2 separate regions of the Bicyclus anynana genome follow, and region 2 is linked to region 1. The links are chromatin contacts, called in public Hi-C maps. All regions are on one chromosome and are shown on one strand. The core of a region is the stretch at or near the end of the contact, and the rest is flanking DNA. Distances in the headings are between cores, read along the strand shown.

Region 1 (6,227 bases), core at 2,471-4,970:
CACCCATTAGTATGACAGTTGTCCTAATTCATCATCATCATCATTAACAATCGATTTTCTAGAGAATTATGAAAATTCTCAGGTATGCTTTTTTCCTCACGACGTCTTCCTTCACCGTTTGAGACACGTGATATTTAATTTCTTAAAATACACATATAGCTACTGAAAAGTTGGAGGTGCATGCCCGGACCGGATTCAAACCTACGAAGACAGAGCTATCACAATATAATTATATAGGTAATAATACAAGTAATAAAACAAGAGAATAGTTTAGCCCTTTGTCTTAAAATCAATCTGATTATAAAAAATATATGTTAAACAAAATAATAAAATAGACGACACACACAAAATTATATACCTAGAACACTCTTACAAAAGCGTGGCTTTCTAGTGATAAAAGTATTTTCAAAATCGGTTTTGTAGATCACAAGATTACCTCCTACAATACCACAAACTTTAAAGATTTTCATAGAATTATTGTAGGACCCAAAAGATTTTCTTTACGTAATTATGTTCTTATGTCTAAGTAGTTGGAAATATTATGTTAGGAAAGGATATGACAAAAGTTCAGTATACATGGACACATGAGCTTTCGGTGTTGAGTCCCCTAAAGCGTTGAGCTAGTACGGCTTGTTAAATAAATAAGTCCCAATAATTAAAATTAAGTTATACATGAAATTGTATTCAATTATCTAAAAACGATTTTAAATCTATAAAATATTAATATTATGTAGGTTTATAATATTATGTAGGTAATATTTAAGATATTATGTAGGTTTATAGAAGAAGAAAGTTTATAAATACTTTCTTCCAATATTCCAATATCTAAGTGTTCGGGTGCCTAGCGCCATCTGTTAGCGAGTAGCTAAAACACTTTTAAATGTTAGAGTGAAAATGCATAGAAATTGATATTTAAAATTATTTTAGCTCGGAAATATTTCAAACTTATTTTATTTTTTATTTTAAAAATATATTTTGGTAGGTACTTCAAGTTTAATCAATTAAAAACTAAACTAAAAGTAATTTTTAGCTTTTAGATACATTTCATATTGCAAAACTTCCTTTGAAATGTAGGAATGTACAGTAACCCATTTTTGTTACTTATTATGGTAACATAATATAAGTTTTACACATTAATTACCTCATTCATTCATTCGATTATTCACCTATTGACGCAAATAAGTAAATAGGTAGTAAGTATTAGCAAAATGTTTAAAAACTTGTGTGGTCTATTGTACATTTAAATCTTCTTATTAGAATATAGGTTATTATGATTAATTTCATACAAATATACGTTTTATAGATCCAATTAGAAAATTCTATTGGATATTGGAAAATCCAAGCTAGTTTTGTGAAATTACGCTAGATGGCATATAAAAATAGAAAAGTAAATGATTATAGATGTCGCTGTGTTTTAAAAGTTTTGAAAATCATTTTAATGAAAAATAATAATTATTATTATACTTGGCTTGCTTCTGAATAATTTATTCAAATTTATAAAATATTTCCCAAATCAAAATAATATGTATTTTGTGCTGGTGGGCTTCGGCCGTGTCTAATTACCACCCTACTAGCAAAGACGTTACTGCCAAGCGATTTAGCGTTCCGGTACGATGTCGTGCAGAAACCGAAAGGGGTGTGTATTTTCATTAACAAGTTAGCCCGCTTCCATCTTAGAATGCATCAGGTGCGATTGTAGTCAAGGGCAAACTAAAGTGCTAATAAATTAGGTTTTTTAAAAACAAATTTAATACATTATGTTGGTCTATACTTTACTTATTCTATAAAATACTATATTTTAAATTTTTTACAGCTTAAATATAAAAAAAAACTATATTTTTCTAAAAAAGTGTTGGCAACCCTAGATAGTGATCGTAAAAACAATTTAATGCTAGCTACTCACCATCCAATAAGCTCATATTCTTGCAGCACAAACGGAAGGACATCAGATAAAAGTGATCGTGTTTTAGTCGCGATCTCCATGCACATCGTTAGCGCTTTAAGCACGTGGACTTATTGAACGGTGAGTGACTAGCATAACATTAATAAAACCCGCCAAACCACATTGTGTGGTGTGGTGGGTATAAGCTCAATATCACTCGTAGGTGTAAAAAGAAGGCCTGTCTCTGTGAGTCGTTAAACTAGTCTAATATTAATAATTATATAACTAGGTAGGTAGAATAATAATAAAGAAAATATTACCAAATAACAAAAAAAAACGTGTTCCTAAAGTGCTTACCTATACCTAAGAGTATACCTACCTAGCTATTTACATGATATGAAAACATAATCAAGCATTTTAAAATTTTTGTCTGTCTGTTATGTTTGTCCGGGCTAATATCTGGGACGTCTGGACCAATTTTAATGGGACTTGTATCGGAATATAGTTTATGGATCAAAATATCGCGTACGAAGTCGCGGCCGTCCACTAGTATTAATATAAAATTAGTTATGTGTATGTGTGTGTGTTTGTTCCTCTTTTACGCTGCGGCTACTGAAGCGAATGAATACATTTTACTCTGGATTAACATATACCTACCTATGCTATTTTTCATCCAGGAAAAATCCACGGTTCCCGCGGGATTCGTGAAAAACTGAATTCCACGCAGACGAAGTTGCTAATCCGTTAGTAAACAATATTAATATCAATAAGGCATTAAAGAAAAACTACTATGCCTACCCTTATTTATGAACTCTTCAAACTTCCGTGTGATCAACGATCCTTGCGAGAGTCATTCAGTCTAAGTAATTACGGAAATTCAAGTCGGTTACGCTAAATAATATATTCCGTAATGTCTTGTATTACGGAAGATTACGGTCCGTAATATTTAAAGTTTCATTTTTGAACCGCCCGGCTCCCTCGCGGCTGACCACGGAAATATTAATAAAGTACAAACAAGAATTAACCCTTTCATTGTTTAATTATCAAGTCGCATTGCAGTCGTCCGGGGTACAGTGTACCTACTTACTTATCTTGTGGTGAATGTTTATGAATCCTGTGGGAACTTTGTTGTTTTTTAACATTGGAATATTATTGTTTATTTTCTTGTTACGGTTAAGTGTTTTATCAATCATCCACTTAGTTATTTTTATCAGAGTCATATTTTTAACCTATACAATAGGATACTGTACCTATACTTAGTTTAGTTAATCTTTAGGTAAGTACAGTGATACATTATATAACGGGGACCGAAAAGGAAATAGTCAATTAAAAAATTGTTATAGGTTTAGATTTACAATTAGGCATTATTCTGGCGTCTTTGTGCCCACATAACAAAAACAAAAAGTACAAGGCAATTATTAATATAGAGCTTATTTACCTATAATAAAATTAATTCCTCATGTATTTGAGTTTACATCTTTTGGTTATCATCTATTTTATACTTACAATATATTTTTTTTATTCTTTACAAGTTAGCCCTTGACTATACATTCTCACCTGATGGTAAGTGATGATTATTCTTATTTGAAATACCTACCAATTAAATACAATGTGAAACTTTAAATATAGTATACAGTAGGTGCTAGTACGTTTACTTATGAATCACTTCACGGTCAAAGATTCATAGTTAGTTCTGTCGTTAATTCGTAGAGAACATCCATTAGGGAATAAAAGTCTTTATTTACAAAGTGATAAGAATCATAAACGCTTACAGACACACGAGCTACCTTATAAAAATCTTATTGGAATAAATTGGACCCTCAATTGGAATGCCCCAGCGGCGTCCCCTATGATGACCAATGGGTATTTTTAGCCCCACCCCTTTCGGACAGCGGGCAGTATGGGGTTGGAACTTTTGTACTGATTTGTAGTTCGATCTAAATTATTTTATTTGTTGTAGTGATATTATTTAAGAAGTAGCGCGTCAGACATTCTTAAAGGTATGTTATGTTATCATTAAATTTCATTATTTAGCGATAGATACCCACGTATAGGTACGTACAAATACTTCCTTATTTAAATTGCGTGTGTTGCTATTGATCATGTAATTGTGTATTATACTCAGTGTAAAACACATAGTTTTGTTTTACCTTTAGGATTTTGCAAAATTTGACGGCCTCCGTGGCGCAGTGGTATGCGCGGTGGATTTACAAGACGGAGGTCCTGTTTTCGATCCCCAGCTGGGCAGATTGCGATTTTCTTAATTTGTCCAGGTCTAGGCTGGTGGGAGGCTTAGGCCGTGACTAGTTACCACCCTACCGGCAAAGACGTACCGCCAAGCGATTTAGCGTTCCGGTACGATGCCGTGTAGAAACCGAAAGGGGTGTGGATTTTCATCCTCCTCCTAACAAGTTAGCCCGCTTCCATCTTAGACTACATCATCACTTACGATCAGGTGAGATTGTAGTCAAGGGCTAACTTGTACAGAATAAAAAAAAAAATCGGTTTATTAAATTCAGAGATTACCCTACAATACTTATACACTTATTATTAGTATGTAGGCATAGATAATTCAATTTAAAACTCATAAGATTTGTATAATTTAGGTATATATTATAGGTAGGTATTATTTTTATTTCATATTTCTTAGATTTTAGTTAAAAGTTTGTTTTATAATGTCAACGGTAGTTAAAAATTTAAATTTTTAGACATTTAAAAATTAAAAGTGACACATTATTATTTTTGCAATGTCCGTTATAAACTTTCACCATCTGCTACTTGGACAATGCATTTTTTTGCAGTGCAATTTGCAAAAGGGTGCTACTGTTATAATAACATCAGAACTGGTTTTCAGCAATAATTTCAAAAGTACTAAACGATCGAAAGTTCACAGCTGCTTAGTTTTGCTTATTGCAATTTTTCTGTTTAAAAAATTCAAAATTCAATTTATTTGTCACATAGGTATATTCGTTAGTGGTTACTTTAGAAGTTAATACTAATAATCTTTAATCAAAAAATGTAAACGAGAGATTTAATTAATGTTAAAATATTACTTACATTTACAAAAATATTGCACACAGTAATCTGCTTATTGTGAGAACTTAGTTATCAGTTATTGTGATAGAAAAAAAGGAAAGATGGCTTTAGGTAATACAAGTTAGTTAACGTAAAAATGTTTTATTGAATAAACCTTATGAGAACCTATTAGTTTTTACATTATTTTATAGTACCTACCTATAATAGTGATACTTAATTCGAATTTGTTCGAAGACCCGATGGACGTTTGGGTCCCAAGGTGCTGGAACGGCGACCCTGCACCGGTAAGCGCAGTGTTGGTCGACCCCCCACTAGGTGGAGCGAGGACATCAAGCGGATTGTAGGGAGCCGCTAGATGCTGGCGGCTCGAGACTGTTGTCATTGTAAGTCCATGCAAGAGGCCTATGTCCAATGGTGGATGTACATCGGCTGATTATGATGATAATTAGTGATAACTGAAGTCTTGAAATGATGAATATTGATAATTAAAGCTTTGATATTTAAATTAAAGCTCGCTTGAGGGTTTCAGACGCGCTCAGACTGTGAAGAACAGAATCAAACTCAGCCAGCATTTAGGTGTTTTGTTTTTATAGTCACTTGTTTATTACACGGACAATACAAAGATTATAAAGTTGTTATACATCTCAACAGAGTAATACACCAACAATACAACTTGGCTTATAGACTACCTACCCACCTAGATTAGTATCTACTCTTCTAAAATTATCGAGTAAGAAGTAATCTCTTGCATGGTTATGTAATTTATATTGTACTTACAGTTATATTGTATATCTACTCGAAATAGAAATAAAAATTTATTGCAAAATAACTTACCAAAAAGCAATTTACTATTAACAGCCAGTTTCTTCATGTAAAGCTAAAGTAACAGTAAAAGTAGTAAGTAGTAAAGAAGACTTTATTTTTCAGTGCATAAGACGTCACTTTTGATTTATGACGTTACTTTGACTGTTACTTGCGATAAAGAAACTGGCCGTAAGTAATTAATAAAAAATAATAAAAGCTGTTATTCGACCGACAATCACGTTCCATAACCATTCAATACAAATAACTAATCGGAACACCAACAATAAACACATGAGGTAACGACAGACGTTTTATAATAAATAATAAAATTTTATTACCAAAAAAAGCATTTTACCCCACAGACAGCACGCGTAGGGTTACAGTTTTAACAGAAAAATGGGGAATTGGGTCGGAGAGGTCATCTTATTTAGGGCCCGCATTGAAGGGTTAAAACGCCCTAATAACTGGCCACGGGCCCATCCAATGTATTCTGTAAAAACCGGTT
Region 2 (6,227 bases), core at 1,273-3,772, 150 kb after region 1:
GGATCAGGGATGCTGTGGATGGGTTAGAGGTTAAGCTATTTAGAGTAAAAATGTAAATGAAGTAATGACAACAATGGGTTATTTTAATGTATATCGTGAATACTTATTCAAGATCGAAATTGTAACAGGGATGCTGTGGATGAGTCAACGGGTAAGGTATTCAATAGTAGTAGGTATGGGCTAAATTCATAAAAAATACAACAATGGATTTTTGACAACAACCAATTATTGTTGTATTGTTTTTTTAGAAACAAGAAAATAAATGCTGTGGAAAGGTTAGATAGAGACTGAACTATTTGGGGTAAAATTGTAACTGAAATAATGGCAACAAAGTACCTACCTATTATTGCAATGTTTATATTATGAGTGTTTAAGATTTGTTACGAACAACACTTTAGTAAATAAACTATTTGTAGTAAAGACAAATATGGATTGTTGTAATGTTTCTCATGAATATTTGAGATCGAAACTTTAATATAATTGCATATGATTGTTCAACAGGTTAGATATTTTGTTTTTTTTAATTTACCTAATGTTTTTCATGATATTAAACTATTTGAAGTAAAGGCTACAATGAATTGTTGTAATATTTTTCATAAATATTAGAGACCGAAACTTTAACATGGTTGCTTTCATGAATATTTAAAATTGAGACTTCAACATGGTTATCATTACATGATCAGTAACATTTAAACATTTAACATTGGCAGTAGTAATAAAACTATTCGACGTAAAGATAACAATGAATTGTTGTAATGTATTTCAAATGGATGCTGTGATGACATAGGTTCTCGGCAATATTAGACACAGAATTATTTTCATAAAGACGGAAAAATTATTTTCATAAAGACAGGTTTCTACTTAAGAAACCTGAACTGGTAGCAACCCTAGTTCTCTCAAGGCAAGATAAGTAACGGGTACTGGAGCGTCGTGATGTAACACATTTGTAACGCAGATGTAAACACAGATAGGACAACACTACATCTGCAGCAGGATACGAGACGAGCTCGCAGGATATGGGACACTTAGTCCAAGAGGTCCTACTGTACTCCCTTATCTATTAGAGGTACCTACCATTGTTTTGATATGCATACTATCTGCCTATGTACGTGTTACACTCAATGATCGAAAACGCTCAGTGAGCGTTGTGATCACAGTAAAACATCCATCAACAACATAGCGAAGTTCGTTTTATGGCTCTAATGAAAACGCGCACGACACGTTGTTGCAAACACAGAAAGACCAAATAGCGAAATTCGTGTCGTGGCTGACATACTATTCGAACTCAACGCGTTGTAGCAATGAAAAAAAGCCATGGAATATTGTTTAATTACGACGCATAGTAGGTACTTTCCTTATCTTTAGGATATGGATCCTACTAGCTTTTCCGGCTGGAAAAGTTTTGATAGATAAGAAATATTTTTTATTTTATAAAATCACTGCATAACGAGAATTAAGAAAACTCTCAGGTAAGCAGGTTTCCTCACGATGTTTTTCCTTCACCGTCTGAGGCGCGCGATTTTTAATTTCTTAAAATGCATATACTTGACTGAAAACTCGGAGGTGCGTGCTCCGTACCGGATTCGAACCTACGCCCTTCGAATCGCAGCTAGAGGTACATCTCCACTGGGCTATCTTCATCACCAGGCTGTACATAGATATATATACATACTTCTTAGTATGTAATCATTATTTTAGCGATCCACTACAAGGTACCTCCCTCTCTATAAAAGAGAGGATATGGAGCTTAGACCCACCACGCCGCTTCAATGCAGCTTGGCGGGCTTCCCATCTCCGGGCTGAGAATTTTACTGAAAAGGAAAGTAGGTAGGTACAGTAGGTATTCCAGGACTTCGTAATTCGAACCTATGTCTACACTAATATTATAAAACTGAAGAGTTTGTTTGTTTGTTTGATTGAACGCGCTTATCTCAGGAACTACTGGTCGAATTGAAAAATTCTTTCATTGTTATGCCCATTTAATGAGGAAGGCTATATTATCCCTATATTCCTACGGGAACGGGAACCACGCGGGTGAAACCGCGCGGCGTCAGCTAGTAATATATATGAAGGCAGTTAACTACTAATATTAACTAATATTTTGTCTAAAATATCATCAAGCCGTTCCTATAGGGACCTTTAACCCTATATCAAATCGCATCGGTCCCTGAGCTCTAAGCTTTACCTATCATCTCGAAGCCTAACTAAAACCCTGTAGAACGCAATGGTAGAAGAGACCTATACGATTACGGGTTGGTTTCGAGTTCCCAGGGAAGCCAATGACCGTAAAGAATCAGTTTACATGAAAGGGTCGAATTGGCAAGGCTTGTTAACTCTTTGGTACAGTTGTAAAAGCAATGCGCTTAAAAAACACAGAGATTTTGGGTTCAATTCCATTTTTGGAGTGAAATTGTAACACACACCGCCCATTACAAAACACGCAGTCACACACACTATCATAACAGTTGGTAAATAATAATAATATACGGTACGCATGTGTGTGAACGGACACGCGTCAGCCAATGGTCAAGCGGTCACTCGTGTGAATGAGACGGCTATTTGAATATAATCATGTGCGAGTGAGATAGTTACTGGAGCGCTAAGACTTAACTTTTTATTTTATTTTTATTGGCATTTATTTTTACCTGACAACATAGGTATCTTCCACTTGAGAGGTCTGAATGAAATAATTAAAGACGGGACGGGTCCGTTTTTTTTATGTATGTTTATCTATACCTACTAAATGATTAAAGTTTCAGCTAAATCAATTAATCGACTGAAGTCCATTAAAATAGCGTTTAGTGTGAACCGATTTAATTAAAACACGATTAAAGGTAACACGATTAAAGTTTCAGCTAAATCAATTAATCGACTGCAGTCCATTAAAATAGCGTTTAGCGTGAACCGATTTAATTAAAAAAATAATAATGCACCTACCTTGCTACAATTTCCTTTCTTTCTAAAACTTCTTTAGCCACGTTACGCACTTTTTGGTTGGAAGAAATCTTACGGGTTCACATCCCAAGTGTGTGCCTTGACACTTTTTAGACGGATGCGCGAATATCGTGCGTTCGCGTCACCGTTAAGCTTGTAGCAATATATCTGTAGCTATACAGCTGACGTATGATGCAGTACTTACTGTGTGTATCTTATCTTATATGTTTTTGTACGATTATTATTAGAAACGTTTAATTAAACTAATTAAATATATTTTCACTTCTATCGGCAGTCCCTATAACCAATTTTTTTTATATTTTATTTATTCAGTAATGCCCGCTGATAAGCTAAAACCTATATAGATAGTCGCTTTATACTAATGGCATTAAATTGTAAATTTAACGTAGTTGTATTTTTCAAAGGATCGAAGGATTACCGCAGAATTACTATTGATTTGGGAGCGCACCCGCTTGGCCGCTTTTCAAATGAGCGGACCGTTGGGCTCTACAGAGAGTTGTTCTTACCACACACACATACAACACAAACGATGTTAGTAGAATTAATGTATGTAGAACTTAGATACTATAGTAAGTTCTTAGTTAGCCTATGTGATTTCGGATTGCGAGGTCTTGGGTTCAAATTATAGGATAAATGACAACCTAGTTGGAAGTTGGTAGTATTCCATACCCTTGCCTCGGAGAGTGCGTTAAGCTATCGGTCCGGATTAATAGGTTTCCTTAACATCTGATGAATATGATGACTACAATACTATTTTATAATATGCGAAAATGATTTTTTTTACCCATATTATTAATTTAAACAAATGCTCTTGATGAAAATATATTTTATAAATATGATAAAAAAATCTTTTGTAAAAATATGAATACTTAAATACGATAAAGATTTTGTCTGTTACACTTTGACGCCTAAACCACTGAACTTATTTAAAAATTCTTTTATAAAAATATACCAAGTTCATTATCGGCAAATAACATATCTTTGTTTAATTTCTTTATTAGGTACCAGATTATCACTTTTATAATAATTTTATAAGAGCAGTTAAATCAACTCAATACAATTTAAGCAGAAACTTCGCAAGACCCAACCTGAATTTATTAAGCTGGACCCTAGAAAGGTTTGCCGTATGCAGATAAGGGATTTATTTAGCGGAAAGGTCCGTCCCTGGGTTAGCTAAAACGCCTTTTGGGTCGCGATGACCAGGATTGGGACGAAATTTATTGTCGGCTTTTAGCTTTCCCGTTGATTTATTCGGCCTTACTGAATGAAATCGCGCCGGGCGATAATGTGGGGAGATTTGGTTGATATCAGGGTTTGCTCCATTTTACTAAGTGTAATTTTACATTTAGTTATAGACAAAATATCCTTAGCCCTACAGAAATGTAATATATTCATTATGTAAGAACAAGTAGTTATTTCATTGTCGCCTTTCCATGATTTTTACAAATTTAATGTTTCGATTTTTCCAATTAAATTAACAATGTGTTATTTAATTCGACTTGTGACACAATTATGCCCCACGATGAAGGAAAAAGATAAAGAAGTAGATCACAAATAAGATGGGATGACGATATTAGACAAGTGACGTAGAACAGACTGGCTGAAGATAGACAGGAATGGATGAGTTGTAGGAGGATTTTACTAATTGGCAAAAAGATTTGCAAAAACTAAGCAAGGAACCTACTACAATTAACGCATAAGTTTCTCATTTGTGTTTTTAGTATATTGATGTAAAAATTATAATCTGAATAACATGATATTATTTATTTCGGTTACATTTTATTTATTGCAGCACTATCATTGTTATCGTCGTCATCAACCCATATTCGGCTCACTGCTGAGCTCGAGTCTCCTCTCAGAATGAGAGGGGTTAGGCCAATAGTCCACCACCCTGGCCCAATGCGGATTGGCAGACTTCACACACGCAGAGAATTAAGATAATTCTCTGGTATGCAGGTTTCCTCACGATGTTTTCCTTCACCGATTGAGACACGTGATATTTAATTTCTTAAAATGCACACAACTGAAAAGTTGGAGGTGCATGCCCCGGATCGGATTGGAACCCACACCCTCCGGAATCGGAGGCAGAGGTCATATCCACTGGGCTATCACGGCTATCTACTACACTAGCTACACTGGGCTATCATTGTTATCATATAAATCTAATTCATATGCCTAAATTTGATTCCCAAATATTAAATTTAAATTGTCTGTGATACATTCCTTCATCATTATTAGCCGACAGACGGCCATTGCTGGACATAGGCCTCCTATATGAACTTCAAACACCACTGTCTCAAATGTCAACATCCAAGGGCTCCCGTAACCCACTTAAAGTCGTCACACTGCGCTTTCCGGTGTGGTGTATTCCAGCACCTTGGGACTCCAACGGTTCTTTGAACTATGAGCACCGCTCTTTGCTACTACAGCTTCGTAACTCCTTGAACTATCTCTCTCTCTCTCTCCTCTCATTTCCTTATTTCAGATTCGATCACGCAAAGATACTCCATAGTACCTACCCAGTTGAGACTTTATAATATAGTTACTGTTTTAATTAACTTAATTTTAAAGTTATTCATCTATACTGTAGGTTTTTCCATTTATTTTATTAGAATTTATCCTCACTGATAACAAAATGGACCCAATATTGGTTTGCGACGGACGTAGGACGCAGCGTGTACCAAGCGGCGGGCGGACGGTAAATGGCGCCAATTACGCACGGGCCGGACGTGATGTGATTCAAAATGGCTGAATGGGACAACGGGGCTAATGCAACGTGGATAAGAATATAAAAAATGTAAAACCTCTTCTAAATAATCTTCTAACCATATATATTAACGCAGTTTAGTGCATACCCAGTAATATAATATTATGAGCTTGGTTCTCAACTGGTAATTTTCATGATGTACCTACTACCTTCTTCAAAAAGAGAATAATTAAGGCAAAAGTACAGATTAAAGTAGGTACCTACCTTATTAATACAAACAACAGTAAGCATGTGTTTAGAATTCTCTATTTGTTTGTTTGTGAATTGAAATGAATGAAGTGACTAGTAATAATAATTCGGAAACCCACATAACACGAATTTATACTACATACAGGTCCAAAAAGAGTGTAAAAAATACTAATTGGTCGAATTTAAATGGTAACATTTTAGTGGCCTTTAATCTAATAAGAAATCAAACAGTGCCATCTGTAAACAACAACTACAAAATGTGATATTGGACTTTATGTTTAGTCCAACTACTTCCCAATAGATGGCGCCAATAAAA

The links. Hi-C and Micro-C count contacts between places; a contact is called where the count stands out from the background.
Region 2: a Hi-C map of whole body shows a contact between it and region 1, with 3 times the contacts expected there. The contact joins two enhancer-like sites. A contact is called at or near these places in 2 of 2 Hi-C or Micro-C datasets (whole body and whole larva).

What each region holds. Positions count from the first base shown.
Region 1 is chr16:11,740,956-11,747,182 of ilBicAnyn1.1, forward strand. No RefSeq gene overlaps it. Among protein-coding and RNA genes, the nearest start is that of LOC128198857, 40 kb to the right of the region's middle. Within about 2 kb of position 3,721, at least 1 of the 8 cell types and tissues checked has open chromatin away from gene starts, as enhancers often do.
Region 2 is chr16:11,892,134-11,898,360 of ilBicAnyn1.1, forward strand. No RefSeq gene overlaps it. Among protein-coding and RNA genes, the nearest start is that of LOC112057849, 26 kb to the right of the region's middle. Within about 2 kb of position 2,523, at least 8 of the 8 cell types and tissues checked have open chromatin away from gene starts, as enhancers often do.